Linked DNA regions of Mus musculus: regions 2, 3, 4 and 5 are each linked to region 1. A link is a contact called in public promoter capture Hi-C data. All regions are on one chromosome and are shown on one strand. The core of a region is the stretch at or near the end of the contact, and the rest is flanking DNA. Distances in the headings are between cores, read along the strand shown.

Region 1 (5,609 bases), core at 1,915-4,414:
AGAGGCAGGTAGATCCATAGGCTCGTTGGTAAGCCATCTTAACTGAGAAAGCAAGCCCTGTCTCAAAACAGAGAGATGGCTCAGTGGTTAGGAGCACTGACGGCTCTTCCAGGGGTCCTGGGTTCAATTCCCAGCAACCACATGGTGGCCCACAAGTTTCTGTAAGAGGATCTAACGCTCTCTTCTGGTGTGTCTAAAGAGATAGAGAATGTACTCACATACACAAAATAAATAACTCTTTAAATGTGTGTGTGTGTGTGTGTGTGTGTGTTCCAAGAAATGACACTGAACATTGCCCTCTGGCATATATATGTGCACCTCTAACTTGACAATAAGTCAAAAATAGACCAAAGACCGGAGCAGATGCATGACAAGAGAAGACATCCATCTGTCACCACACATAAGGAGGTATGCCCCACCCACATCACATGTCAGTAAGAAACTGTAAGTTAGGACAGCAATAAGATTCTCTAGTATGCTCCTCAGAGTGGCCCAGATCTGAAACACCGGGGACGTGAGGTACTATTAAGGATGAGGAGCAGCAGAGGGCACAGCTCCATGCTGGGGGCCTGGGAAAGGGAGAGATGCGCTCAAGACAGGGCAGCAGTCCTTGCAGATCTAAACACCTACTGTATGACCCAGCACCCGTTCCTTAACGTTTGCCCAAATGGCTTAAAACTTAACTACAGGACTGGGGAGGGAAACTCAGAGATTCAGAGTGCTTGTGACTCTTCCAGAAGACCAAAGATCTATTCCTAGCACCCCAATCACCTACAACTCCAGCTTGAGGGGACCCATCGCTTTCTTCTTGCACAGGCACCCACATGCAGGTGCACATGTGTAGGGGAAGCAGTTATTCCCATAAAGTAAAAAAAAAATCTTTTAAAATTAAAGATTCAAAACCTAATTCCGCACAAACACCTACGTAGGGATATTTATAACACCCTTTTGGTAACTGCCATAGCTCGGACACAACCAAGCTGACCCTTAGTGAGTGAGTGAAAGCCACTGTGCTGGATCTGAGCAGATTGTTTACTACTCAACACTTAAAGGACACGACTTATGAAGGCCTGGAGGGACCCAAGCCGATCTGAAAAGGCTTGGTCACAGGGTGACAAGTCAGTGACACTATGAAGGACAAAATCACCGTGAAAGGAAAGTAACACGTGACTGGCATGGCCGAGAGGAAGGCTGAAGCCCAGAGGGTGTTCCCTATAATGTTATAAATGAGTATCTTTATGTTATAAATGTGGACACATACATTATGCATGTGCCAAAACCCATACAGAATATATCAGTGTACAACCCTAACCTCTGTATAATAATTCAGGCATATTAATCCAGCACTGAGCTAAGTAAACTGAGCTAAGCTTTTCTGAATTATTTTTATGATGTTAAAAAGTCTCCCTAATAAATTAACGTTATGTGCAGGATTTTAAAGACTGGCTTTTCAACAGGAATCTGGAAGAAGTTTTGCACACATTTTTTTTTCTTGTAAATACGTAAAAGATGCCGGCAAGTGCACACACGGAATGTGGGAAGCTGTCTGGTGTTTTGGTAAAGGCCAGTTCTAAGCTGCTGAGGGGTTTCTCAGGATAACCACAGATTTATACATTTGTTGGTCCAACCAATTGTTGCCTTGTGACTTTATAGACTTGTGCCCTCGAAGACAGTGGCAACTATTCTGCAGATGAACCAGGCCCCCAAAACTCTTCTCACCGCCTGTTCACCAGCCAGACTCGGTGACTGCATCACAGCTCTGTGCTAACGTGAGAGCAGCTATGCTTATATCTATGTCTACCTACCTATTTCATCTCTCTATATAATACGCATATCATAATTACAGTCAGTAAGAAATGTAGTATGTAGCACAATTTGATTTTTCTTTCTTTTTTCTTTTTTTAGACAAGGTCTCAAATAGCCCAGGCTGGTCTCAAACTCATTCTGTAGCTGAGGATGATCTTGAATTTCTGATTTTCCTGCACGCATGCCTGGGTGCTAGGATTACAGGTGTGAGCGCCACTATGCCACTACCGCTGTGGTGCCAGAGATGTTCATGCACACTAGATATGCTACCACTGTGCTAAATCCTCAGCCCCCAATTTGACCTATAAAGCAGTTTTTATTTTAGGGACAAGGCATAGCGTGCTCCTTCTTTGATTTAAATGTGACTTTACCTGTGTTCCTAATTTTATATTTCAAGAGCCTAAAATGCTGTTTGATCAATGTCTGTAATTATTTGGTCTTGACATCAACTGGAATTTTACAGACAGACAGAAGGATGTTCCTGTTCTTTTCCAAATTCCACCCAGTTGTTCACTGTCTGGGGTATCAACCAAAGGCAGGTAGATCACTGTCCAGGATATCAATCAAAGGCACGTAGAAAAGGAGGAATCCACTTTGTGTTTCAGAAAACAATTCTGCATCTTAGATCCTGTAACACTTATCAGGGTTATGTAGCTGTTGTTTGAAGGTATTATAACTTTGTTGAATGTTAAACAACAGAAACAGAATTAAAATTTAAAATATAAATATAAAATATAAGTTAAAATATAAAGAGATCGTGGGGGTAGAAGAAATTGTCTTCCTGTGACTTTTTTTCTTCCATAAATAAAAAGCATGCATTAAGAATTCATGAAGTATCCCTAACCAAGTTCCCATACACTACTTAAATAGTATCTGCATGCAGTTTCCAATTAAACTAATTTGTAACGTTTTCTAATTGATGCCGTTATAATTCAGAGTTGCTTGAATTATTTTTTTGTTTCAGCATTCCCATGGAAACAATCTCTTCATACATTTAATTTATATGCAGAAGTTAGTTTGAGGGTTTGAGGCTTTTAACTTGTATTTGTTTTAAATTATTTAAGGCTATTTCGGGGTGCTCAACAGCCATCGTTTTAACTGTAAGTTTCCGTTTCTTAATATTTTAAGGTTCTTTACTGTAAACACACACACACAAGATCACTTCTAGCTCTTGGTTGGTTGTTTTGCTTTCGTATTCTATTTTCTGGCAAAAGAGAGAATATCAGAATATCGGACCTTTACTTCAAGCCCTGGCTGGGTGCCGACGGTACCATTAAACAAACCCGGTCTTGGAAGCCAGCTCACTAACGCGTTCTGACTGTTTTTGATCCCCGCGGGTCGCCATAGGCAAGGAGGACGCTGATTGGGTGAGATGGGAAAGCCGCTGCCGGGGGCGGTTTCGGTTTTCGGCGCGCGCGTCCGCGGAAGCCCGGCCTGTGAGCGTTCTGGATCCGGCTGCAAGGTGAGCCCGCGGCCTGGGAGGAATGAATGGGTGCGGGCAGGCACTCCGGGTGGGAGCGGCTGGCGTAGGCCGCGGATGGTCCGGGCTGGCGGGGAGCGGCTCGAGCCGGGCCTGCGTCCCAGGAGATGCTCGCTGGTCTGGGCCACGCGGGCTCGCGGTGCCGGGCGCGCTCCCGTGGCGCGCGCGCTTCGCGCCGATTGGGGTGAGCGCCCAGGGTTACGGTGGCGCGCGACTTCGGCGCCCTCCTCCACCCGCGAGCCCTGCGCGACGGAAAGTAAATACAGACGAGCGGAGGAAATGGTCCTTGCTGACGGCCTCGGCACACCAACTCCCTTTCTCTTGTGTGGGCCTGTTTCTGTTTCAGCTAAGACCACCAAGTTTTTTAACCACACACCAGTATTTAGTTTTATACTTACATTAAAATGAGACAAGTTGTGATTTTAAAATTCATTGATCTCGTTTGGGCCCCCTGTTTTATTGTGTGGATCTCATAAATTATTCAGCTGTTTCCCAGGCTGACGTCTTTGGGTGTGAGTTTTTTGCTTCATTTTCGCATCCCGAACGATATCGTGATGCCTTAACTTCTATTCCTCAAATTTTCAATTACTAGCATAGATGGTTCTTGCACATTGCGAGACTGGTTTTTCTTAAAGTGTTAGTAATTTATTTGGCTCTTCAAAACCGTGAAAGGGCCTACTGTGGTTCTAAAGTAGCAAAGCACAGCCTCACTTTGGAATTACTATTGGGAGTTTGAACTTGCAGGCTGTGACTGTGTGTGTGTGTGTGAGAGAGAGAGAGAGAGAGAGAGAGAGAGAGAGAGAGAGATAGAGAGACAGACAGACAGACAGACAGACAGAGACAGACAGAGAGACAGACTGACTGACTGACTGCACATGTTAATCAGATGCTGGAACAGGAAGAGACAGCCAGTACCCATCTAGCCTAACTTCCTTATTTTGCAGATGAGCCTGGGGCCGTGACAGGTGAAATGGTGATGAGTTACGCAAGCTGCACAGATAATTAAGTAGCAGAGATTAGAACTCAGGTTTCCTGCCTCCCAAGTGAGTACCCCTAACGACTGCAGCAGCTCTTCTCTCACTGAAGGGTGGCCTACTAGATAATAGAACTTCTTTAAAGAAAGTTTTGTTTTGTTTTTAACTCCCTGGCTTATTTTCTACTTTTGGATTGAGGGACTGGAAAATAGAAAAGTTACATTTTTGTGTTCAGCACTAGAAATTTATTTATTTTTTTGAAGGTCAACCCTTTCAAGACTTTGACGATTGCTTCCAGCTTCCCCGTGTTGGGATCAGATACTTCTGATAAGTGCTACTGTTATCCCTCCCAGTACCGAAAAGTGCATGGACGTTCAGGTTTCCTCTGTGTTTACATATAAACTGTGCAGTCTTCCTGTGCCCTTCACATCATCTCTAGATTACTCACAACGTGCCATTTAATGTCACTGGTTGCAGTAGAGTATTGCTTAGGGAGTACAGCAAGGGGAAAGTCTGTGTCTGGGTAGCAGAGAGACCGCTGGACAAGTAATTACAGCTTCATTTTACCAGGTGAGGCAAGGTTGGCTGGATCCGTAAACACTTTAAACCCACAGACACAGAGGGGCTTGCCTACTCAGCATCTGGTTCTCACGCCAAGGCTCGCCTTTCCTAAAATCCCGTGGTGTTTAAGCCAGAAAACCGAGAGAGAGGGAACGAGGTGGTGGCTAGGGCTCCCTGGCAGCATTTCTGTCAGCTGACGTGTTGAACCACTCCCACCACTCAGTCCTTCGTTGTAGAGTGCTGTCCTCTGAGCCAGCAGTTCCCACCCCAAGGTCACAGCCCCTTTGGGGGTGTCTGGCGACCCTTCCTCGGGAATTGCATGTGCATATCAGAGATTTACATTACAAATCATAACAGTAGCAATAAAATTAACCTTATGGTTGGGCTCACTATACCATGAGGAACTGTGTTAAGGGCTCACACATTAGGGAGGTTGAGAACCACTGCTGTACACTGTAGAGTCTTGAGGGACATCCCTGACCTCTGTAAACTAGATCCTAGTTACCACTCTCCTGTAGTGACAGTACAGACTGTAGACATTTTCAAATGTCCCCAGGGTGAGGCACAAAAGTCACCTCTGGTTGAGAGCAGCTTGCTTTTAGGAGTTAGCCTAAGTAACCCAATTGTCAGGGCACTCATGGCCAAACCTGGACACCTCGCAAGGGTGACCTCTGACATCATATGCACGCTGGAGCAGCTGCTTCTGCCCCGCCCCACTACATAAGACAAACGAGAAAAACATGCAGTAAGAAGCAAACACTGAGTAAGTGTCAGAAATCTGTATGTGA
Region 2 (5,893 bases), core at 3,085-5,584, 1.4 Mb after region 1:
GGGGACCGGGACGTTGATAGACATGCTTTTAATATCCAAGGGCGTAGTGTGTTCTCATGAGGCTAGAGTTTACCTAGCTGAGCAGCGGCTTCTCTGTCATCTCTGCAGGCAGAAGCTGGGATATTTGTTTTCTCAATGCCTTCACAGCAGAAGCAAAGCAGACTCTAGTTTCGGGTGGTGCTGGAGCAGGGTGTGAGTGAGCTAAGCGAAGCAGCTGAGGGCAGTGTCAGTGTGGGTAGGGGGTCTGTTGACCCGTTGTGGCTTCTGTTCAGTGCTGTATGCATCTGTGGCAGGGCTGGAGCTCTAGCAGTTCTGGGTGGAGCATTACGTAGTCAAACTGGGCTCCGATGACTTCCCTGGAAGGTCTTAGGGTTGTTAGGATCAAAAACATGGCCAAACTTACTGGCGTTAAAATGAATTTCAACTTGTAGCAAAGTCCAGAAAAAAAGCTTTTATTTATTCATAACACCCCTAGACCTCCCCCCCCCCCCGCCCCCACCACCCTGCCACCACTTTCCCACAAGACAGGGTTTCTGTGTGTAGCCCTGGTTGTCCTGGAACTCACTGTATAGACCAGGCTGGCCTTGAACTCAGAGATCCACCTGTCCCTGCCTCCCAGAGCTGGGACTAAAGGTGTGTGCCACCACCACCCAGCTGAAAGTTTGTCTTTTATGCTCAGCCTTTTCTGTTTTTCTTCTTGTGAGAGAAGGTTGACATATCACTACCTCTCAACTCGAACGAATATGAAGAGTTGAATGTCGTTAAGGGTTGGGAAAGACCTCACGAGCGCACAGCACTGCAAGGGGAATGAATGTCTTCCTGGTCCTGCGCTGAGTCAGAGAGTGGCGCTGTCTCAGAAGCTCCGCCATGATTCGCGCCCCTTGCTTTATTTTACACATATTTTCATATTTTTATCCTCTGGTAAGTTAACTGTACATGTCACTTATGTGATTATGTGTAATCACCATTGTCTGGTTTTCATTTGTAGGAAGAAAAAAAGAAGTTTGACAAAGAGACGGAAAAGAATTACAGTCTCATCGACAAGCACTTGACGCTGTCTGCCAGGAAGAAGGACTCACACTTGCAGGAGGTATTCCTGACAGGTTCTTGTGGATTTGCCCTTTTAAAAGTGTATTTTACCTGTGAGAACTTTTCACCTGAGATTGTGTAGGCACAGGAAAAAGCAGATGGCGCAGTGAATTCGGAGTGGGGTTCTGTGAAACGGGGCAGCGATGGAGGTCCTACAGTATTGATTGATAAGAATGAATGTTAGGCTCTGAGGTTTTCACAGGAGCGATGTTAGTCAGTGTTGGAGGGGACACATACAGCTACTCATACAGGGCACAGTGGCACACACCTCTAGTCCCAGCATTCGTGAGGCAGAAGCAGGCAGAGCTCTGTGAGTTCACCGCCAGCCTGGTCTAGACAGTGGATTCCAGGACAGCCAGGGCTACACAGAAAAATGCTTCTTGAAAACTTAAAAAAAAAAAAAAAAAAAAAAAAAAAACCAAAAAAGCCCCAAACAAACAAAGCCCACACAGTAGACTCAGCTAGGCCTGTTTTTGGCTTTCACGTTGTCTTGATGAATCGGACTGTGTGAGCCTACACTCTGTCTCTTAGATGTGAGAACACCATTAGTCTCGGAGAGCCAGGGAGCGTCCTGTTGACAAGTGGATCTGTTCTACTGCTGTTAATAGGCTGAGTTTGCTTCTTCTTCTTCTTCTTCTTCTTCTTCTTCCTTCTTCCTTCTTCCTTCTTCCTTCTTCCTTCTTCCTTCTTCCTTCTTCCTTCTTCCTTCTTCCTTCTTCTCCTTCTCCTCCTCCTCCTCCTCCTCCTCCTCCTCCTCCTCTTCCTCCTCCTCCTCCTCCTCCTTCTCCTCCTCCTCCTCCTTCTCCTCCTTGTCCTCTTCCTTCTCCTCCTTCTCCTCCTTCTCCTCCTCCTTCTCCTGCTCCTCCTCCTCCTCTTCCTTCTCCTGCTCCTCCTCCTCCTCCTCTTCCTTCTCCTCCTCCTCCTTCTCCTTCTTCTCTCCTCCTCCTCCTCCTCCTTCTTCTTTTCCTTCTTCTCTCCTCCTCCTCCTCCTCAGTATGCAAGCAGAAAGGAATTTATATCTTATCTCAGCTTCCCCAGGTTTTTCTAAATTTTTTTGACTTTTTTCCTCCCTTTCCTAGGCTTGACTAATAACAGTTATTTATAATAGGCTTTTAAAAGATCTCTTTTACTTTTTAAAAATTACATATATATATATGTATATATGGGGGAATCTGTACATATGAATGCCAGTGTATGTGTACATGTGTACACATGACTGCCAGTGCCCACAGAGGCCAGAAGAGTGGTGAATCCTCTGGAGCTGGAGTTCCTGTTGGTGTGACCCGCCTGGCCAGGAGTGCTGGGAGCACGACTTACATAAGATCAGCATGCACTTCTTTTTTCTGAAGAAATAGTTCTTTATCGTTGAGAACACACACACACTCACACACCACACAAACATGAAGTATGATCATATGATCATATATACACTCTCCATTTCCCTTCAGCTACTGAAGACCTCAATACCTCAATAGTCAATACTGAGTGTCTTATACCTTAAACACTCAGCCACCTCTTTAGCCTAGAACCGAAGTTTTATTAGCAATAATGTGATGTGCCATATAGGATTATGACTTCCCAACAAAAGCATAAAACTGCTTTCTGTCCGTTTGCTTGTTCTTAAACACAAACGAACCTGGGCATAATGTTCTACAGTGTATGTATTTGTTGACATAGCACCCAGAGGATAATAGTAGGAAATCAAGCTTGTATGCTTTTCTGACAGACTCCACGAGGGCACACGTTGTTGTTTGACATCTACAAGTGATATTTCCTTTTGTGTTTATTATACCTTTGATGTTTGGATGATATTTCATAGTTTATAAAGAGAAGATAGCTTTTGTATTGATTATGCCTCACTACAGTGCTTGAGGTGTGGGGCTCTGCCCTGTCCTTGCTGCAGTCACTGTAGGAAGCCATGCGTGGCTCTACCTGATGCTCCAGGCTGTTGCCTCAGCCTGTGGCATTCTCTGCAGGAAGCCCTGCAGCGGTCATGCCACCACCTCCACCCCAGACTCTGCAGGAAGCCCTGCAGTGCATGACCCCCCCCCTCCCCCCCATGACCCCCCCCCCCCCCAGTCTGTTCGGCAAGGGCAGCTGTTGACTTTTTGGTCTACTGCTGTTTTCGCCCCTCTTCTCCATTATCTGCATTCTCACTTTCAATTACTTCAGAGAGGATTTTTATGCCTCAAACTAATTTCCACCTCCACATCACTTTAATTAGACATCTTGTTCTAAACGTTTCTCGTGTATAATGCAGGAGGCAGCCTCGGCCCCCACACTCCACCTCCTTCCACCAGCACGTGGCCCCTTCTCATTCCTCTTTGAAAGCCCTGGAGATGGTGACTTCAGAAGCCATAGGGCCATGCAATGTACACCTGCCCAGGACCTCATGTGTCATGCACTTGCACACCTGCTCAGGACCCTGTGTGCCATGCACTGCACACCTGCCCAGGACTCTTTGTGCCATGCATTGCACACCTGCTCAGAGTAAGCCCGTTTCTTTCTGGGGCTTGCACCCTTTACCACAGAGGCATACCCTGACCCCTGCCTACTATGTCTTAACTCAGATCCACATGTGTGTCTCCTTCAGATACTGGCTCAAATAGCTTCTACTCAGGTCATGTGTGTTATGGTAATAATTAATTTCAATCGGGGTTTCTACCCTACTTTTGATCACTAGGTTCCCAGATAAAAGGCACTCAACCTTTATATTTATCATAAACCTTTAAAGCACCAGAGCTGGGCAGATACTACCCAGAATCTATGCTGTTTATTATGACTACGTCCCTGCCAGTAACCCTGCGATATGATTTGCCATGGCTGGCTGGGCAGCTCTTACTCTGATTGGTCAGTTCTCATGATCCCTTATCCCACAGTATCTTCTCTCCCCTGTGGTCCTCTCCTCAGACCCCCAACCCCCGGAACCCACCTCTCCTGCCCAGCAGCTAAAGGAGCAAGGTTTCCTAGCAGCACCTGGATGCCATAAGGGTCTCCTCGTCCCTGGGGCAGCCAGGGCCAGTATTTAGCATTACAATGCATAACAGATCAGAGCTCCTTCCAGCTCTCTGTCCACACGGCCTCCTCTTCTGGCTTATTGTTCTTACGCTTCCTAGGTAGTGTTGCATGGCTCCCTTCAGTGACCGTATGCCCTCTGAAGGCTACAGTTCAGAGTCCTCTATCCATTCTGCCTAGAATAGTGCTGTCAGAGCGAGAACCACAAACAGGATGTGTGCACAGTGAGGTATGGCTTTGGCAGTGTCATCAGTCTCAGAGATGAGTAAACTGCAAGTCCTGAGCTTGAAGAGGCGCTGAAGACGGCACTTCCAGTTTCATTTCTGTTTTGCTCTCTCTACTCTTCACAGTCGTACAGATGCCCACTTGAAAACAGCTCTCTTGTTCATCATGTAGACCCTAAAGAGCGCAGAGACTTGTAAGCCATTCTGCCCTCTTGTTGATACGAGGAGAGTAGGGCTGTTGCAGCAGCGTGCCTGGTGTTGATACGAGGAGAGTAGGGCTGTTGCAGCAGCGTGCCTGGTGTTGATACGAGGAGAGTAGGGCTGTTGCAGCATGCCTGGTGTTGGTCATTTTTGTATCTCTCCTCGAAGCTGCTGCTCCCGCCTTGTGGGTCTCAGACACAAGGACCTTCACCTCCACCCACCACCCACGTTCCTGAGTTCTAGACAGCCTCTGTACTACAACACATACTGGCTCTGGGAGAAGATTACATCCTTCTTGGTTTTTAATGCTTGTTTTCCCCCAGGAGACAAAGGATACTATTTCAGTTTAAATATCACTAAAGAAATAATATTTTAGTAATATTGCATGAGATTGATCTCCTGTCTTCTGCATGTATAGAATTACAATTGGATTATAATACACAGTTGTTTATTCATTCATTCATTCATTCAGCTTTTGCTTACTGTGTGTGCAAGCTCATTTTGTATTGTTATAAAACTCCTATGGATGGAGAGTTTATAAACAAAACAGATTTATTTAGCTCATAGTTCTGGAGAGCTGAGAGTATGACATTGGCGTCTGCTTGGCTTTGATGGGGTCCTCACTGTGGTCATGTGCTTCATGTGACAGTGTTTATGTAAGAGATTCAGGGGAGGTACCAGGCTTCTTAACACAATGTAGTCTCGTGGGAATTCGTCCACTTCCATGAGATCTTAATCCCTCCAACAGTAGTGCCTCCATGACCCCGGAGCAGGCCTCGTTTCTTGAAGATTCCATCACCCCCAAGAATGACGTGTCAGAGGCCAGGCTTTACAGGGCATATGTAGGCCATGTCCAAATCGTAACATGGCGGGAAAAGTTAGTGCATTGTAGACTCGAATCGTTCTGTGCTCCTATGTACACTTGGAATATTGTGGCGAGCTCACTGTGAGCTCGGGAATCTGGAGAGGGAATCATACAGTGGAGGGCCCAGCCGCTCTGGCTGCTCAGAACGTTCAGATGCAAGGTGCTCAGCAGAGTGAGGGCAAGTCATACCGAGGACACGTGAGGGCATGACTCTCCGCTCTGCAGGCAGTGATGCCTCATGAGCGTCACGTGAGCCAACCACTGCTTTCAACTCCACAGTTTAACTGCTCAGCGGGATTAAGGGTTTTGGCTTTGGGTTATACTGTTGGTAGGTGAATAATGAGACACAAAACGTCATGGCTTTTAGGTAGAAGCTCTTATTTTGCTCACTTGACATTTAAACTTTATGTTACTCAAAGACTTTCAATTAAAAGTACCAGACAAATACTACACTTGTTTTTATAAACTTCTGAAAATGTGTTGGAAAATATTTATCTTC
Region 3 (5,300 bases), core at 2,614-5,113, 1.3 Mb after region 1:
ACCTGTTGGTAGGCTAGCCTGTCCTTGTTTGCACAAGGGCCATTGAGTGCAATGGGCTGCTTGGCATCACCTGCCTCTTTTCCACAGTAATTGAGAGAATGGCCAGCCTCTCCTGTGTAAGGGAATGCTGCTCCCCTAAGCCGGTGTGATTAGGAATGAATGAGTCGTAGTGGGGTCATCCCTCGAGCTAATGAAAGGCAAAGCTCTTGGGTGTCTGGCAATGTGGAAGGCATTTTGGTTCCGTGAAGGAAGCTTTCTAGATGCTGAAGTCAGTGCTGCTGGCTGACCGTGATGAGAGCTGCAGAGGGAGGAAGCTGGATCAACGACACCTTCTCCGTGCAGAAGCCTCTTTGTATTTTCCTCATTGCTATTGTGTGTTTGTTCTGTGAGACCCAGCCTCAGGGGCTCTGAGAGATTCCCAGTGAGCACTCCTTCATCCCATTCCATCACTTATTTTTGGCATAGCTATAACTTAAGTATAACACTCATAAAAATGTCAGTCTGTGTTAGAAACTATTTATTGTCCCTTTTACTCTGGGGCCCCTTAGCTTATAAAATATTACATTTTCCATTGCAGCAAAACATGTGTCTACATGACTAAGTTCTGGCCAAAGAGTTGAAAAAAAATCCTTTTTAAAAAAAAGATTTATTTATTTATTTAATGTATATGAGTCCTTTATATCTGCTTGTACAGCTTCATGCCTGAAAACGGCATCAGATCCCAGGATAGATGGTTGTGAGCAACCATGTGGTTGCTGGGAGTTAAACTCAGAACCTCTGAGGACCAGCCACTGTTCTTAACCGCTGAGCCATCTCTCCAGATCAAGAAAAAAAAAGCTTTTAAAAAAATTTTTAAAAAAATTTTTTTAATGATATGTATAGAAAGGCTGAGAAAAGCTGGCCTAACTCCACTAGGGCTGAGGTCCTTTGATCTGTTCTCCTTTTTCTCCCCAGAATGCTCTTTGGGAGCCAAGCTATACCGTAAGGTTACATACTTTTTTTTTTTTTTAAAGATGTATCTATTTATTTAGTGTATGAGTACGCTGTAGTTGTCTTCAGACACACCAGAAGAGGGCATCAGATCACATTGCTCTTAACCCCTGAGTCATCTCACCAGCCCCGTAAGGTTACCTAAGTGTAGAATAGCACTTTCCAAGGCATTATGGTATTGTTAAGACGGCTGTCTACTGGGCTGGAGAGATGGCTCAGTGGTTAAGAGCACTGACTGCTCTGTCCCCATTGTCACCTTGGAGAGTTAAAGCTATGCTACTTCTTTCCTGATAGCTTTCCTATAGACTGTCAATCTCCATAAAGCTACAAGAGAGAGATCTCAAGGCAGCTCATACCACCACCATGCTTAAAGGCCTGCAGCAGCACGGGTGACACCTGCCTAGGAGGCTCCTCACACCTGGGCCCTGTCCATACTTCTCCACAGCCACGAACGCACGTTCTGTCTCAGCGAGTTTTTCTGACCTGGATATGTTGTATGAGCAGATGACATTACGGGTGGCTCTCTTGGCATTGTGAGTCCACAGTTCATTGTTCTGTAGCACATGGCATCCTGACTCTCTTTTTTCCCTCGTGGCTTAATTTTGCATTGGTGGCTATTTGGGTTGACTCCATTTTGGGCTATCAGTGGATGTTTTCATTCTCCACCCACCTTCGTGCTCATTCTGTATTGATCCTCTATGTTGAACTCTTTGAGGAAGCCTCTGCAATCTTTCTTTTGGAGGGTATGCCCAGTTGCTTTAAGAAAATTATTTTGTGTGTGTGTGTGTTTGTGTGTGCATGTGTATGTGTGTGTGTGTGTGTGTGTGTGAGAGAGAGAGAGAGAGAGAGAAAGAGAGAGAGAGAGAGCACATATAAGCACAGGTGTGGATAAAGGCCAGAGCACAACTTTTGGGAGTGGTGTCTCTTTCTACAATGTGGGTTGGCTTGGAGACAGACATTATTCATTGAGTAATCTAGCTTGTTGACTTAGTTACAGTCCTGTGACACACTGACCAAGGTGATTTATAAAAGAACATCTACTTGGGGGCTTATTTACAGTTTCAGAGGGTTAGTCTATGCCCATCATGGCGTTTAGCATGGTGGCAGGCAAGCAAGGCATGGTGCTAGAGCAGTAGATGAGAGCTTACATCTTAATTCACAAGAATGAGGCAGAGAAAGACAGTTTGGGCTTTTAAAACCTGAAAGCCAACCTGCAGGCAAACCTTTTCCAGTAAAGCCATGCCACCTACCCCTCCCTCCCCCCCACCCAACAGTTCCACACTAGGGACCTAACATTCAAACAGAGAAGCCCAATCCTGTGTGGGAATCATTCTTATTCAAGCCAATACTCCCCCACTCCCACCCCCACCCCCAGCTTTGTTTGTGAGACAGGATCTTGCTATGTAGCCCTGCCTGGCCTCATACCAGGTAGTCCAGGTTGGCCTTAAACTCTCTATCCTCTTGCCTCAGCTTATGGGATCGAGGATTACTGCAGCCTCAGACCATATTCCTGCCTGGGTTTAGGGTTTTGTTTCTGCAGAGCCTGGAGTGTGTTTCGCTCTTTTGCCAGGCCCTAATTCAGTCTCCAGTTTTTCCCTCCCCCTTGCCTCTTTCTTTCCTCGGTAGACTCCTTGCTGATTTTAGTAGGAAATGAACCTTTCAAACTGCCTAGGAGTTATTGGTAAAAGTCTTTTGAAGTCTGAGGATGGACATTAAAGTGGCCTCATCTGTGGCACTCAAATGGTGCTGTTATTTAACAGAGTTTATAGAGTAGGCATATTTAGATGCTTCCCAGAGGGTTAAGACTCCTCCTACAGCTCACGGGCCAAACAAACTCTTAATTACTGCACTCAGTCGGAACGTTTTTAAAGAATCACTTTGAAGTTTCCTGGTACTATTACCATCATTAAACCTTTACATGTAAACATGTGTTGTGAGTTTGTGAAAAATGTATGCCATGTGTGCACCTGGCACATGTTAATTGCTTAAAAATTGCTAGTTGATAAAGTGTCTCCAGTGTAAGATTTGCTGTATACATTTGAGGAAGGTATTGAGTTCTGCTTTAGAACGCATGGAATAGGAAAGGAGTTTTGTGGGCGCACTGACACGAATTCACACTTGTCCACGCAGCCTCCCATGGTGAAAAACCACAAAAAGTCTGGCATTTACTTTCGGCGGGCTATTTTTAGCAGATCGCCTCTCCTACCCGTGTAAATTTAATCTCCAGAATAGAACACAAGCAGGGTCAACGCGGTTTAGCCACACGCTCCCTTGTCCTAAGCCATTCAGTATGGACACGAAGAAAAATGTTCTAGAATCTGTAGAGTCCACGCTGAGTTGGAGACGTTAAGCATTCCCGCGAAGGCAGCTGATTAGACAAGGAGAGAGAGCACCCGGCGTGCGAGCCCTTGCACAGCGAAGCACCCTTCCTTCGGTACACAGATAAAATGAGTCAATCATTTCCACCCGCCCCGACTTTTAAGTCGTCTGATCTCGGGGACCGAGGCCTGCTATTACAAACCCACCATCCCGTTCGGTCAGGCGTCCACTTCGGGGACCAGCCTGAGTCACCTGGACCTTGTGAGCCGAGATCGGGGAGGTGCAGGCGTCCGGGGGTGGAGGGCACAGACTACGTTCTCCATCGCCGCTGCCTCGGAAGGAAGAGGAGGGGCGACTGCGCGTGGGGAAGAGAAGGAAGAGGCGTTCGGGGAAGGGCAGGGAGGAGGAGAGCCGAAGGCGCCCGGGCGGGAGAGCAGGGGCGTGCGGGCGGGGGCGGGGCGGGGCGGGCGCGCCCGAGGCGGGGCGGGGCCGGGCGGCGGCCTCTGCTGCTGCCGGGGGCTGCCGGGATTGGGGAGCTGCGCCGCGTACTCTCCAGGGTCGCTGGGCTGGGCTGGACATGACCGTGCTGCGCTCGCCGCGCGCTCAGCCCTGCTAGCCGCTCGCTGCCGCCGCCTGGGAGCCCAGCTCGGCCTGCGCCCGCGCGCACCGCCGCAGTCATGGGGCTGCAGCCCCTGGAGTTTAGCGACTGCTACCTCGACAGCCCGTGGTTCCGGGAGAGGATCCGCGCGCACGAAGCGGAGCTCGAGAGGACCAACAAGTTCATCAAAGAGCTCATCAAAGACGGCAAGAACCTCATCTCTGCCACCAAAAGTAAGCGGGGTCCTGTTCGCGTTCGGGCTGCGGCGTGGCGAGGAAGGCGGGAGGATCGTCTTCCCCGGCCAAGTGGGATGGCTCAGTGCTCCTAAGACCGGGCTGGAGGAATAGGCGATTCCTTAGGGGATAAGATAAGCTCCAGGGCATTCCTCTCCCAGGAGGTTCGGGCGCGTTCCTTTCCCCGATCCTGGCCCTCGGTGGCGCGGGAGCGAGGAGCTGTGCGTGGGAGCTGCCCCGGGGCTCCCGCCTGGCCCAGCTGAGCACGCTTTGGCGCCGGCCGGAGCGAATGGAGGCTCTGCTCCGGAGTCAGGTTTTACTGCGCCCTAACGCTGCTTCCAGTCTCCCGCAAAATAGAGACATCAATCAGTTTGATAGTTTTGTCTCCTAACATTTCCAAGTAATTTTTTTTGGAAATGCTTTGGGACTCTGCCTGTAGTTGATATCGTCAAAAGTCCTTTAAGTTACACCTCTTATGTATCCCCTTTCTGCCTTGCGCGACAGCACCGACCTACGTCCCTCGTGAGCTAAACCAGAAAGTCTACCTGGCTTTGTGCTGCCTTCTGCACATTCCTCTGTCTTGTGCTGAGGCGGGTTCAAAGATTAGGGGTTGAAAGGGTCAGTGGGCAGACTGCTCCAGGTTCTGGCCTGCGAGAAGTGCCTGTGAGTAGGAAATTCTACTCTTCATGCTCGAAGCTGGCCACCTCAGTTCCATCTGTATTCAAACAAGCAAGCTAACACACCCTCAAGCCACCTCTGAAGACAACAGAAAGAGAGGTGTATCGAAGCTGTAGTGAGTCTTAGGAGTAGAGGCTGGTTGAAATTTGTGCAGAAACGGTTGTAATGTTCTATAAATGGGCGTTCTCCAGGACCAGGTGCTGGCATCCAGGCCACCCTGGAACCCTGAATTCATTCCTTGAGTTATTGCGAACACCCCTTTCCCTCCTTAAAAGGCCTGATAGTGCAGGAGCCAAGCATAGGTGCTCTACCTATCCTCTTGGGTTGGTTAGGTTCCCTGGCTCAATACTCTCCATCTCTGGGCGTTTATTCCATTTGTTTGTAGACAGCACCCCTGGAAAAAACACCCCAGGTACATTTTCACCCCACCGTTTTGTGTCCAGGAAGATTAAAACGTACTGAGTGTACATTCTCATCCACCC
Region 4 (5,951 bases), core at 462-2,961, 1.9 Mb after region 1:
AATATATTTCCTTAAATACTATTAGCACAAAGGAAACAGTTTAAAACTTTGTTTCATAGTCTGTTAAATTGCCCTATTCCATAACAAAGTAGTTTCTTTTTTTCCCCCCAGGAATTATTAGAGATTCTTGGGAATTTGTATCTTTTCTGGAAACTTTCACTTTTAATGCTGCTCAAAACATATCTGCTTCTTAATGGCATCTTCCCCCTTCTCCCCAGTTATGTTACTGTCCTGGAGTGGTACAGTAGAGACCCATCCTTGAGGGCTGCTTTAGAAGGCAGATAACTTCAGGAAACTAGTTTGAGTTGCTCTGCTCTTCAAGACTGTTACCTTCCCCTCTTATAGATGAAGGATAAACCTGCCAAGGTCACCTAAGAGAGTGGGAGAACCAGTTAGAGCCAAGCACACATGAGTTCTGCTCACTGGCTTGACCCAATGAGCCGCATCAGCTTGCTCTCTCTCTCTCTCTCTCTCTCTCTCTCTCTCTCTCTCTCTCTCTCTCTCTCTCTCTCCTCTCACCTGCCCTCTTCCTTTAAGGAAAAAGCTTTCCATAAAAGAAAAAGCTTTGCTTTAGCTTTAGTCTCTCCTAAACTCCCGAAAGTATTTCATGACACAAATGGTAGGTAGCATGCCATGATGTCAAACGTGGAATTAAAGCTCCAAGGGAGGACTACATAGATGGAGAATGCTGTTATCACTACTATGTAAATATCACCAATAACAGTACCTACAGAGTGAAGACCCGCGATGTTAAGATGCAGCTTGGTGTCTTTAAAACTCAGCGGCTTTAATAACTCTTCTGCTAGCAAAAGTTTTCCGAACTACGATATGATAAATAAATAAAGCAGATGGTATGATGAAGCATTATGATTTAAACCTCGTCTTTTAAAAATTCAGCAGGAAAAGTCATGTACCTAAAACCCATCTGGAAAAGGATGCCACCCAAAGTAGCTTCATCCCTTGTCTGTCCCTGTCCTAAGAATCCCCTAGAGTTTCCCCAAATATAAAGGAACTGGGAACGCAAGATTTTCCAGACCTCGTTCATACAAGATCTATGGTGATCTAGCTCCTTCAACTGCCCTTATCGGCTACACCTCCCACTCAGACTGGGGAGCTTCCGCAATTGATAGATGAAAGAAACATTATTCAAACGTCCTTTAAAATTTGCAAGAGCCAAACGATCTGAAATTCATTTTTGGGGAAAGGGGAGGGTGGTAGACCGCCCACTGCCAAAGGCGGTTAAAAGCCGCTCTTTAGAGGGCATTTATCCAAAGTGGCCAAACTTTCCCAAAATAGTCCTCAGCCAGCCGGGGGTGGGGGGGGGTGGGGGTGGGGAGGGTGTGGGGGATGAAAAACCAAAACAAAACAACAAGCACACAGAACCATACTGACTGTGCCTCCGGATTACGCAGCGGCTTCTCCCTGCAAAGTGCAAGCCACCCTTGCCACAGTCGCACACCGGGCTGGACCAGAGACGCCCCACTGCGCACCCCTACACACCTGCCTTGGCCAGGGTCGTCCTCTCGCCGTCTACCTGTTGCAGTGCTTGCCACCTCCACGACACCCCTGCTGCGGAGCCCCCCTACATCCAACCACATCCAGGCCAGCAAGTGCCGCTCTCCCTGCAGCGGGAGAGCCCAAGACAGCAGCGCTTGGCGCCCAGGTGACTTGCACAAGCTTCCTCTGAGCAGCCTGAAGTTGGCTCTCTTCTCCCGGGCCCAATGACACCCCGGGTGCGCAGGAGCTGAGGGGAGGGGTCAGGGGCAGGGCCGGGGCGGGCCAAGAGGAGGGGGCGGGCGAAAGCCCCGAGGGGGGAGTGGAAAGCCGGCCCTTTTAAACCGGGTCACATGTCCAGAAAGTTCAGGTCGCTGTCCCGCCCGCTGGAGCCATTTCCATTGGCCAAGGGGGAAACAAGGCTCCACGCTGTGCGGGCCAGGCGCGCTTCTCATTGGGCAACAGGGGCTGTCAGTCACCAGGCGGGCGACATGACTGATACAAAGTTGCTGCGACACAGCCTGGACTCCGCAGCTTCCTTAAAGCCGCAGAGGCGGCGAGTTCTCCTGGTTCCCGGAGGTGGCCCCGACCGGGCAACCCCTGCACACGCTACCCTTTAGCCCACTCTGCTCCTTCGCCCCAAACTTCTCACCTACACAACTGTCGCCCCCCCCCCACCCTCCCTGGCGACCACAGCAATCTGGAGAGAAGGGGAAAGCATGGTGACGCTAGAGCAGCCTAGATGGTGAGCCCTTGCTCTCTCCACCTGCAGCGCCAGGTGAGCCACAGCGGTGCACACCCGGCGCCTCCCACAGCGTCCTCAGGCCTAGGACTGCTCGGGTGGGTGTCCCCGGGACCCCTGAAGCTCTGCTCCCGCCCCCTCCCGTTCTCAGAGTTACCTTCCCGCCGAGCAGCCTTAATCTCCGCTGTCGGAGAGACAGAGGATCTCGTTCCCACTCGATTTCAGTTTCCTTGTGTTAACCACGCAGGAAAAGCGGGTGCTTTCAGTGCAGCCAAACCCCTTTAAACACAGCCTTCCTTCCACCCCACCCCCTGCCAAAAAAAAAAAAAAAAGTGCCAGGGTCAAGAGCTGAGGCGCCTGATAATTTTGTTACTGTACTTATACTACTTTAGTCCTGGATTTTTCCACTAGTTCAATATGCAAGAAAGCTTACTATCTCGAGGATATTCACTTTATAATGTGTGAAAGGGGTGCACATAATTGGGGCAGGTATACTGGATGAGGGGAGACACTAAAACTATTTTTTAAGGATCGTTTGTCTGCGCGAAGAAATTTCGACCCCTTTCCTTCGCCCAACCCTGATTTCCCTCCCATCCACCCAAGCACTGCACTTGCTAAGCCGAAAGATGGACTCCTTAACTTTAATTTCTAAGGACTTTTAGACTGGTTTGAGGCTCGTCTTTGGACTCCCCTGCTGGCTGGGAGTCAGCACCAGTGATATACACACCTAAATCTGGTCCCCTGGCCCTTGGCGACCCGCAGGCCGCCGGCGGCAGCTGTGCAGCTTCAGGCTCACCCTCACTCGCCAGGAGCTGAAGCCCCAGAAGGAGGAGGGCATCTTGTGCCCAAAGGCCCCTCCTTTCCTTACAGTTAGTTAAACCTCAGGATCCCGGATCCCAAGCCCAAGGAGACTGGAAGTCTCAGTCACTCCAGCAGGACACTCCCCAGAGGCAAAAGAAACTGCAGCGGAGACGACAAGCTGGTTGGGACTCCAGTGCCCATCAGTCGCCAGCGTAGAGCTGGCCCTGGAGCCCCTACACACATGAATCCCCCGCCGAGTGTCCCAACTTTCCCGGGAGGGTAGCTGTCACGCGCGCTGGGAGAGCACTCTCAGCATCGATCACGCCCGGGGCCGCGCGCGGGTGGCGAGCTGGAGCTAGGGGAGTTCCGGACCCGGCGGCCCGGGCTCGCCAAGCAGCAGTGGCTGCAACTCAGCCAGTGTGGGTATTCATTATTAAAGAAATGGACCGGGCTCTTTTTACTAAGTTTTTATCTCCTTTAGGGAGAGCTGGTTTTGCCCTGGATCGAAGCTCCTTGCAAAATCTAGGTTAGAATGGCACGGAGCAGCCTCCGCGCGCTCGCCAGCCTCCCAGCACCCGTGTCCCGGGCCGGCCTGGCGGGCACCTGGTCTACTGCCGGCAGCCCACCTCCTTGAGCCGACCCGCTTCCCCTCTGCACTGGCCCTGGCACCCCGGGGCCTCTCCCTTGCGTTCCTCGGCCCCCTCCCACCACTGTCGGTGCAAAGTGACAGTTGCTGCACTCACCTTTTCTAGGACATGGTAGGGAGACTGGGGCGGGGGAGGGGGCCAGCGAGACTCCCGCCGCCTCCGCCGCTGCCGCCGTCAACAGCAAGTCCAATACCGGCTGATCGGCAATCAGGATGGAGAGGATAGCAATCCTGGCAGTCGCCCTACTGACGGTGGGTACAGTAATAGAGCGACTGTGCAGATACCCTATTGGAGGCGGCGAGCCAGCAAGCTGGCGAGCTGGAGGCACTAAATTGCGCCTAGGGGGCTCCGAGCACCCGCCGGTCCCCAGCAGTGGCGGCCCGGCTTGGGGCCGGCGGGTCTCCCAGTCTGCTGGTTCGTCCTGCAGTGACTGTGGAGGTCCCGGGAGCCCGCCAGTCCAGCGGTAAGCTCCCGCGCCTGCAGCGGGGAAGCGGGGCTCTCCGCGCCCCCTCCCAGGGCTGGGGTAGCGGGTGACAGCTCAGGCAACAGAGCGTCTTGTGTGTGTGTGTGTGTGTGTGTGTGTGTGTGTGTGCGCGCGCGTTTGTGGGGGCAGCCGCAGGGGGAGCCCTCGGCGCCGTGGCCCCCTCCTCGGTCACACCCTCACTTGCAGTATGAGGCTGTCCAGCGGTCCTGCCACCCGCTGGTGGGAGACAGGGGTGCTGGTGGCTGTCGTCGGAACCCCAGCCACTGACAGCAAGAAGGCCGAGGGAAAACGGAACCCCAGTGCACGCACCCTCTTCTCTTCGCCGGCCCCCAAAGTCAGCCCTGACCTGGCGTCTGGCCTCAGGTGCAGGTGCCACCGGATAGGGAGTGGAGGGCTGGAAAACCAAGAGCGGGCCAGGAGGGAAAAGTTTCTTTCCTGCTCCTCCACTGCCCACCCAGTGAGACAGCTCTTGGGTCGCTGCCCTACCCCCACCGTGGGGGGGGGGGCACCAGGCGGGCCGGGGTGTCTGCGCACCAGGGCGCGTGGGAAGCGACCGCTAGCGACCCCGCGCTTCCATAGCGGCCGCCCGGAGCGCTGCGGGCCCAGAAAGGGGAGAACGGCTGCAACCCTCCCCCGTCGCGCGCCTCCGCGCCTCCCCGCGCGCCCCCGCGCCCTTGCGCCCGCCCGGGCAGACACCTACGCAGATGCGAAAGTGAAAGGCGGGCTCCCTGGCCGGGCGGCGCGGCGCGCGGGCACGCGGCGGTGGGAGGAGGACTGAGCCTGAGCTGCGATCCTGGGGTTCACTTGTCCCCCACGTCCTTCTCACTCTCTAGCCCTTGCCAAATCCTAGCCTCTCACCCCAAGGCACTCAGGTCACCCCAGTCCAGTGAATGTATGTGCGCGCGCCCGTTTTCACTCGCGGGTGTGCGAGATATTCTCTGCTCAAGACTCTTCCAATGCACCGTTACACACGCCCCTAGTTGGAAGTCTGCGGGGCGGGGAAAACTGGTGTCACTAGGAGTACACGCACCTGCTTGCTTGCTTTTTTAGAAATGAGTTAAATAAATCCGGGAATTCACCTCACAACCCTCTTTTCTGGTATGACACTCTTTCCATGGTTTTCTAAGCCCCCCCCCCCCCTCTTCCCAATTCCTTCCTATACAGAGGTGAAAGTTGCTGGTCGCCATTCAAAACGGAACTGTCCTGTTAAAATAATCCCTGCCTTTCTCCAACCCCATTCCCACACTCCCACATCAGCTTAGCTGCTCCACCACCCACAGCGATGACACTTCTCAGTTCTTTGGTGGCTCAACATGGCTTTTTGACATGGGGCAAAACAGTTTTCTTTTCTTCTGCTTTTTATTGGTAAAAATGTTTTCTAGGTTAACTTTTGTGAAGGTATGTCTTAGGTGAGATCAAGAAAATGTTTTCTATAATTTATAATAAAATTTAACTTTATATTCAGCTAACTTAAAAAAGGACAATTTAGAAATATACTGATGTTGGCAGACTGACTGGAAATGCCTCAAAAATAAGATGGATTGATAGTGATGGACTGGTTAAATAAACTGAAAGATGTGTGTGTATATATATATATATATGGCATGTGTATGTAGTATAATAATGGAAGGATCAAATTGCCAGTACAAAAGTTTTCTCCAACTTCCTTGTATGTTTGAAATTTTTTTCATAGTAAAACATTAGATGAAGAGCCACCATTTATTGTAACTGAGATAATGTAAATTCCTTTTCCGAGATTGACATGTTAGGCTTGGATGACTAC
Region 5 (5,735 bases), core at 410-2,909, 1.3 Mb after region 1:
CTGCTGTCTATACAGAGGAACACACACTATTCTACTGCTGTCTACACAGAGGAACACACACTATTCTACTGCTGTCTACACAGAGGAACACACACTATTCTACTGCTGTCTTCTACACAGAGGAACACACACTATTCTACTGCTGTCTACACAGAGGAACACACACTATTCTACTGCTGTCTACACAGAGGAACACACACTATTCTACTGCTGTCTACACAGAGGAACACACACTATCTACAGCTGTCTGCACAGAGGAACACACACTATTCTACTGCTGTCTGCATAGAGGAACACACACTATTCTACTGCTGTCTACACAGAGGAACACACACTATTCTACTGCTGTCTGCATAGAGGAACACACACTATTCTACTGCTGTCTGCATAGAGGAACACACACTATTCTACTGCTGTCTACACAGAGGAACACACACTATTCTACTGCTGTCTACACAGAGGAACACACACTATTCTACTGCTGTCTGCATAGAGGAACACACACTATTCTACTACTGTCTACACAGAGGAACACACACTATTCTACTACTTTCTACACAGAGGAACAAACGACCCAACATACTAGCATATTTCCAAGTAAACCAACAGGTCCTGAAATTTCTTTGGACTACAAAAGCCTAATGCTACTGACATCTAGTGGGCAGAGGACAAACCGTGCTGTGAAACAGGAAGGAAGACACAGGACTGTCTGGTGCAAAATGTCACCAGTGTCAGGTTGAGAAACTCTGGACTAAACAAAGCAAGACTGTCCACAGCTTAAAACTGTATATGCAATTAAGTTACTTTTTGAAATTGAGATTCTAACATTAAAAAAAAAAAATACAGTAGTTCAACCGGTTAACTGATGCAAGTAAGACGAATCAACAAATATTAAAAGTTCCTTATGACTGAACACTTTATCCAACCTCAGGATACACAGCATTCTTTCTACACAAGATAATGCAACGCCTACAAGGCAGGGCTAATTTAAATTAGATACTGGAGGGGAAAAAGAACTACCCAGTCCTATCCCATTTAAAAGGCCTTTGGAATCTTAAGTGAGGCAGAAATTTTGAAACAGATGTGTGACAACTTTTGACTTTTGTTACTAAAACCTGGCTGTATTGAGATGGGCTGTAGGCTATAGTAATTCGATGCTTGGAGAGTCCGTCTCTGTCTCTGTATGTCTCGGTGTCTCTGTCTCTCCCTGTCTCTCGTCTCTGTTACACACACACACACACACACACACACACACCATACCCTGTTGTTCCTGCTCAGATCACAGGATTTGCTAGCCACTGAAAAAAATAAGGCCTCACCTTCACGTCGTCTTTTAGCTCTGGCGCCAGGCTGAGCACCAGAAGGTAATGGGCATAAGCAGTGCCGAAGTCCTGGTCACCTAGACAGTGCTCAGCACTCTGCAAGGACCGTGCCACCAGCCGGTCCCGGCCGGCCGCACCTGCGCCACCCCCGGCGCCCCGGCGGGGCCTGGGCCTCGAGTTCGGCATGGATAAGTCTCGCTCGGAAGCCCACGAAGGAGGATGGCCTCGTCCGGGAAAAGAGTCTCCACGGCGCGCTTCCCTGGGCCGGTCGCAGCAACTGGACGCACAGAGGCACTGGGTGCACACAGCAGGAAGCCCCGCCTTCCCAGCGGCGGACAGGGCTGCGCGCGCATCCTGCGGCGAAGCGCTGTGATGACGTCACACCAGGGAGCGCCCCGCGGCCCACTATGGTCTTGGAGTACTAGGCTGTAAAGTCATTTTCTGGAATGGGGTTTTTTGGCAGACTGCAACCAAAGGTTTCCACCCTCTCTCTGCCTCCTGGAGAGTGCGGCTGCGAATTCCAAACCCTGCTCTAGTCCTGCTTGTGCGAAGCTCCAGGCCTTCTGAATCTCATCGCACCAGACTCACTACTGCAAAACGAAATAAAAGCTCCTTAAATTAATCACTGTGTACTCTCCTAGTATTAAGTATTCTCACAAAACTCAGTGAGGTGGAACTTGGGATCACACTCTAAAAAAAAAAGGAAAAGGCCATCACGGAGAACTGCTTCAAGGTTGAACAGTGGGATGGGTACGGCCGAGTCTGAATTTCCTGATGACATGCACATTAACAAAGAAGACTGATGTCAAGTGTGGCCTCTAAGATATAAATCCAAACTTTTAAAGCAATGTATAGAAATTATAGCGAAAGCTATTTTTTGTTCCCATTTTGAAGAGATTAGCGGTGCATACAGTGGTTAACAATGTGAAATGGAGGATACACCATTTTGGATATTAAGCTAAAATTCTCCAGTTCTCCCAAGTCCATCCTTTATGTGTCTTTTTGCTTTCTCTAGTATCTTATTGTCTGATCCACTCTTGTAAGCAGATACCTATGTACCTAAGAAAGGTCTTCGAAGACAGGAACTAATCACAATTATTTGAATATGTACAGAACGACAATTTTAATATATCTTGCACTTGATGAAAAGTGTTTCTCCTGCTCTTTAATTTTGCCTATGTATTTTCCTAGCTATTCATATCGTCCTTGTTTGATGCTTTGTGTATTAAGCAATGTAGGATTTAACTATACAGTATTTAGTGAGATGGAAATACAGAGGCAGGCCTCTATACCTAATGGAACTGAGTAGAACATAAAGACTAATTGGCTTGTGGGAAGGGTTTTCTCGTTCCAGTCTAGCATCCCTCCCTTGAGACATTCAGACAGACCTAATAAAGCTCTCTTCCTGGCTTAATTCATAAGGGTGCTCTAACTATACAATGTAATAATCTAGAAAAGCATTTTACTTATATATACATAGTTAATGTAATTAATTGGCATTATCTAGAAACATTTAGAAATTATCTAAACCTTAAAAAATGTTATTACTCCCGTAAACATTTAACCAAAGATGTATAATGTTATTTGCATCCTGTATAATTTAGAGGTGATAGACTGAGGCTGGGTAGAGAGACACAGCCCAGTCCTTGACAGAGACTTTGGTTTGCAATGTTACAGAATCTAGACTCACCCAGAGTCCAACCTTTGGTCATAGCTGTGGGTGATTATCTTGATTGCTTTAATTGGGGTAGAAAAACTTACCTACTGTGGGTAAACACCTTTCCCTGGCTGCCATCCTGGACTGTATTAGTGGAGAAAGAAAACCCAGCAACAGTGTATACCCAGCACCCTCTGCTTCCTGACTGTGACAATGATTTGACCAGCGACTGCTGCTCTGGCTTCCCTACAATCTCTTTCTCCCTTAAATTGCTTTTGTCGGAGTCTTTTATCACAGCAACAGGAAAAGAAACTAAGAGAGAGAGAGTGGTGTTTGTTTGAACACTTGGTCCCGAACTGGTGGTGCTATTTGGGAAGATAGTAGAGTTTCCGGGGAGAAATTGGATCACTGGAGTCCAGCCTTGGGGTTTAGTAGGCTTATCCAACTCTCTTTCTTCTGCTTGGCAGTTCGATGAGATCAGCTATCTCTGGTTCTTGCAACCCCTGCCTTCTTACTATAAAGGATTGTGTTCCCTAAAACCGTACTCAGAAATAACCTCTGGTGATGGTTTGAATAGGCTTAGCCCAGGGATGGCACTATTAAGAGGTGTGGTTTCGTTGGAGTGGGTGTGGCCTTGTTGAAGAGTGTTATTGTGGGTGTGGGCTTTAAGATCCTCATCCTAGTTCCCTGGAAGTCAGTCTTCTCCTGTTTGCCCTGGGAACAAGATGTAGAACTTTTAGCTCTTCCTATACTATGCCTGCCTGGACTGAACCGCTGAACCTGTGAGCCAGCCCCAATTAAATTCTGTCCTTATAAGAGTTGCCTTGGTCATGGCATCTGTTCACAGCAGTGAAACCCTCACTAAGACAACCCCTCTTCCCATAAATTGCCTATTGTCCACAGCAACTAGATTAGTCATTCTATCACCATGTGAATTTCTGCTTCAGCTGAATTGCTTTATTTTGCAAACTATCTTATCCTACGGAAAGGCTTTCTTCTTCCACAGGGCAAAGTTTCCTATGTTCTGTTCTGATTTTTTTAAAAAAATATATATATATGTTTATTTATTATATGTAAGTACACTGTAGCTTTCTTCAGACACTCCAGAAGAGGGAGTCAGATCTCATTATGGATGGTTGTGAGCCACATGTGGTTGCTGGGATTTGAACTTGGGACCTTTGGAAGAGCAGTTGGTGCTCTTAACCACTGAGTTATCTCTCCAGCCCCTGATTTTTTTTTAATCTGTTCTGTTCCTTGACTTGACCCAAGAACCTGAAGCAGCTAGAGTACATGAATGGTTCTCAGAGGGGGCATGTCTCCATGACAGAAGCAGGAAAAGAACAAACCATAGAGAAATAAAGTTTCTGTGGGCAGCATTCCAGTGTCAATTCTTCTCTACTGAAGAATTTACTCATTACATCCTGCACAGTGCACCAGTTCTACTTTTATCAAGTCAGAGTTGAAGGTCCAGAGCTGGAGAGATGGCTCAGTGGTTTAGAGAATGTACTGCTCTTCCAATGGACAAGCTCAGTTTCCAGGATCCACATCGGATGGTTTACAAACTCCTGTAACTCTGGCTCTGAGGATGTGGTGGTTTGAATAGTTATGACCCCTATCATAGCCTCATATGTTTGAAAGCTTGGCCCATAGGGAGTGGCACTATTAGGAGTTGTGACCCTGTTGGTGTAGGTGTGGTCTTGTTGGAGGAAATGTGTCCCTGTAGGGACAGGCTTTGAGGTCTCCTGTAGTGACTGGTACTACTATGTATTCAAACGCTAAATACTAGCCCTCTGATACCTGCCCCCCCCCCTCACGAGGAGATCCTCAAGGATGAGGATACCAAATGATGTATACCTCATGCATACCAAATGATGCTATATAACTTTGCTCCCCAAGTTAATTGGTCAATAAAAGGCCAAAGTGTGCCGGGCATGGTGGCGCACACCTTTAATCCCAGCACTTGGGAGGCAGAGGCAGACAGATTTCTGAGTTCAAGGCCAGCCTGGTCTACAAAGTGAGTTCCAGGACAGCCAGGGCTACACAGAGAAACCTTGTCTTGAAAAACAAAACAAAACAAAACAAAATAAAACAAAACAAAACAAAGGCTAAAGTCTGTCATCGAGCAGTAGATAGAGGTAGGCAGGTTTTCAGCTACCTGACTGGGGATTGCAAGGTAGAGAGAGAGAAGAGAAAGAAGGAGACATAGGGCGGAGAAAGCCACCATGAGAGGAAACAGACTTTGAGCACATGGCCAGGAAAAACAGCAAGTAACGAGGGATATTGGGAAACAAGTCAATAGCGCCAATCTTGCCCAATCTAGGCTTAAAACTTGTAAATAAAGTACCTGGATTGTGTGTCTTTTAAACATGCTAGCAAGAATGTTTAATTCCTTCTGTGGTCTCCCATGTGGCACATAGGCTCATGGGTCAAGATGTAGAACTCTCAGCTCCTTTTCTAGTACCATGTCTGTCTGCAATCTGCCATGCATCCTGCAACGATGATAATGAAACAAACCTCCGAAACTGTAATGCAGCCCCAATTAAATGTTTTCCTCTGCAAGAGTTGCTGTAGTCATGGTGTGTCTTCATAGCAATAAAACCCTAAGACAGGGGATCGGGGGATCTAACATCGTGAACAGACATATGCATAATTAAAATAATAAAAAATACATCTTTTAAAAGAGAGAGATGGAGCAGAGACTAGGCAGGAAGTATAGAAAGGACAGAAAAAAATTAAAGAAGCCAGGTCTGATTATC

Evidence for each region. Promoter capture Hi-C pulls out the DNA fragments that hold promoters and counts their contacts. Capture Hi-C pulls out chosen DNA fragments and counts their contacts.
Region 2: a contact with region 1 is called in a promoter capture Hi-C map of pre-B cells, with 5 times the contacts expected there. The contact joins the enhancer-like site here to the promoter of Lsm6 in region 1. A contact is called at or near these places in 1 of 39 promoter capture datasets (pre-B cells), 1 of 484 Hi-C or Micro-C datasets (CD4 T cells) and 1 of 115 datasets of contacts at active chromatin or transcription factors (embryonic stem cells).
Region 3: a promoter capture Hi-C map of liver shows a contact between it and region 1, with 2.3 times the contacts expected there. The contact joins the promoter of Arhgap10 here to the promoter of Lsm6 in region 1. A contact is called at or near these places in 7 of 39 promoter capture datasets (3T3-L1-derived adipocytes, the C10 cell line, cranial neural crest and 3 more) and 1 of 9 other capture datasets (liver).
Region 4: a contact with region 1 is called in a promoter capture Hi-C map of adipose tissue, with 3 times the contacts expected there. The contact joins the promoter of Nr3c2 here to the promoter of Lsm6 in region 1. A contact is called at or near these places in 4 of 39 promoter capture datasets (the C10 cell line, liver and pre-B cells), 2 of 484 Hi-C or Micro-C datasets (regulatory T cells and uterus), 1 of 115 datasets of contacts at active chromatin or transcription factors (astrocytes) and 1 of 9 other capture datasets (adipose tissue).
Region 5: a contact with region 1 is called in a promoter capture Hi-C map of neutrophils, with 4 times the contacts expected there. The contact joins the promoter of Prmt9 here to the promoter of Lsm6 in region 1. A contact is called at or near these places in 9 of 39 promoter capture datasets (the C10 cell line, embryonic stem cells, hippocampal neurons and 6 more), 1 of 484 Hi-C or Micro-C datasets (B cells) and 2 of 115 datasets of contacts at active chromatin or transcription factors (astrocytes and pro-B cells).

What each region holds. Positions count from the first base shown.
Region 1 is chr8:78,818,707-78,824,315 of GRCm38.p6, reverse strand. Lsm6 (LSM6 homolog, U6 small nuclear RNA and mRNA degradation associated) reads left to right here and starts at 3,164. Exons shown (of 5, transcript NM_001191004.1): 1 at 3,164-3,268; 2 at 4,231-4,329.
Region 2 is chr8:77,421,527-77,427,419 of GRCm38.p6, reverse strand. Arhgap10 (Rho GTPase activating protein 10) reads left to right here. Exons shown (of 23, transcript NM_030113.2): 5 at 989-1,090. Among named protein-coding and RNA genes, the nearest start is that of 0610038B21Rik, 93 kb to the left of the region's middle. Within about 2 kb of position 4,334, at least 155 of the 459 cell types and tissues checked have an H3K27ac peak or open chromatin away from gene starts, as enhancers often do. A contact at or near this core is called in pre-B cells, where this site is marked.
Region 3 is chr8:77,516,470-77,521,769 of GRCm38.p6, reverse strand. Arhgap10 (Rho GTPase activating protein 10) reads left to right here and starts at 3,863. Exons shown (of 23, transcript NM_030113.2): 1 at 3,863-4,140. The coding sequence starts at 3,987. It overlaps 0610038B21Rik (RIKEN cDNA 0610038B21 gene), which reads right to left and starts at 4,714. Exons shown (of 1, transcript NR_028125.1): 1 at 3,192-4,714.
Region 4 is chr8:76,898,090-76,904,040 of GRCm38.p6, reverse strand. It overlaps Nr3c2 (nuclear receptor subfamily 3, group C, member 2), which reads right to left and starts at 1,711. Exons shown (of 9, transcript NM_001083906.2): 1 at 1,501-1,711. It overlaps Gm10649 (predicted gene 10649), which reads left to right and starts at 3,420. Exons shown (of 2, transcript NR_028579.2): 1 at 3,420-3,935.
Region 5 is chr8:77,545,321-77,551,055 of GRCm38.p6, reverse strand. It overlaps Prmt9 (protein arginine methyltransferase 9), which reads right to left and starts at 1,659. Exons shown (of 12, transcript NM_001081240.3): 1 at 1,320-1,659. The coding sequence starts at 1,508.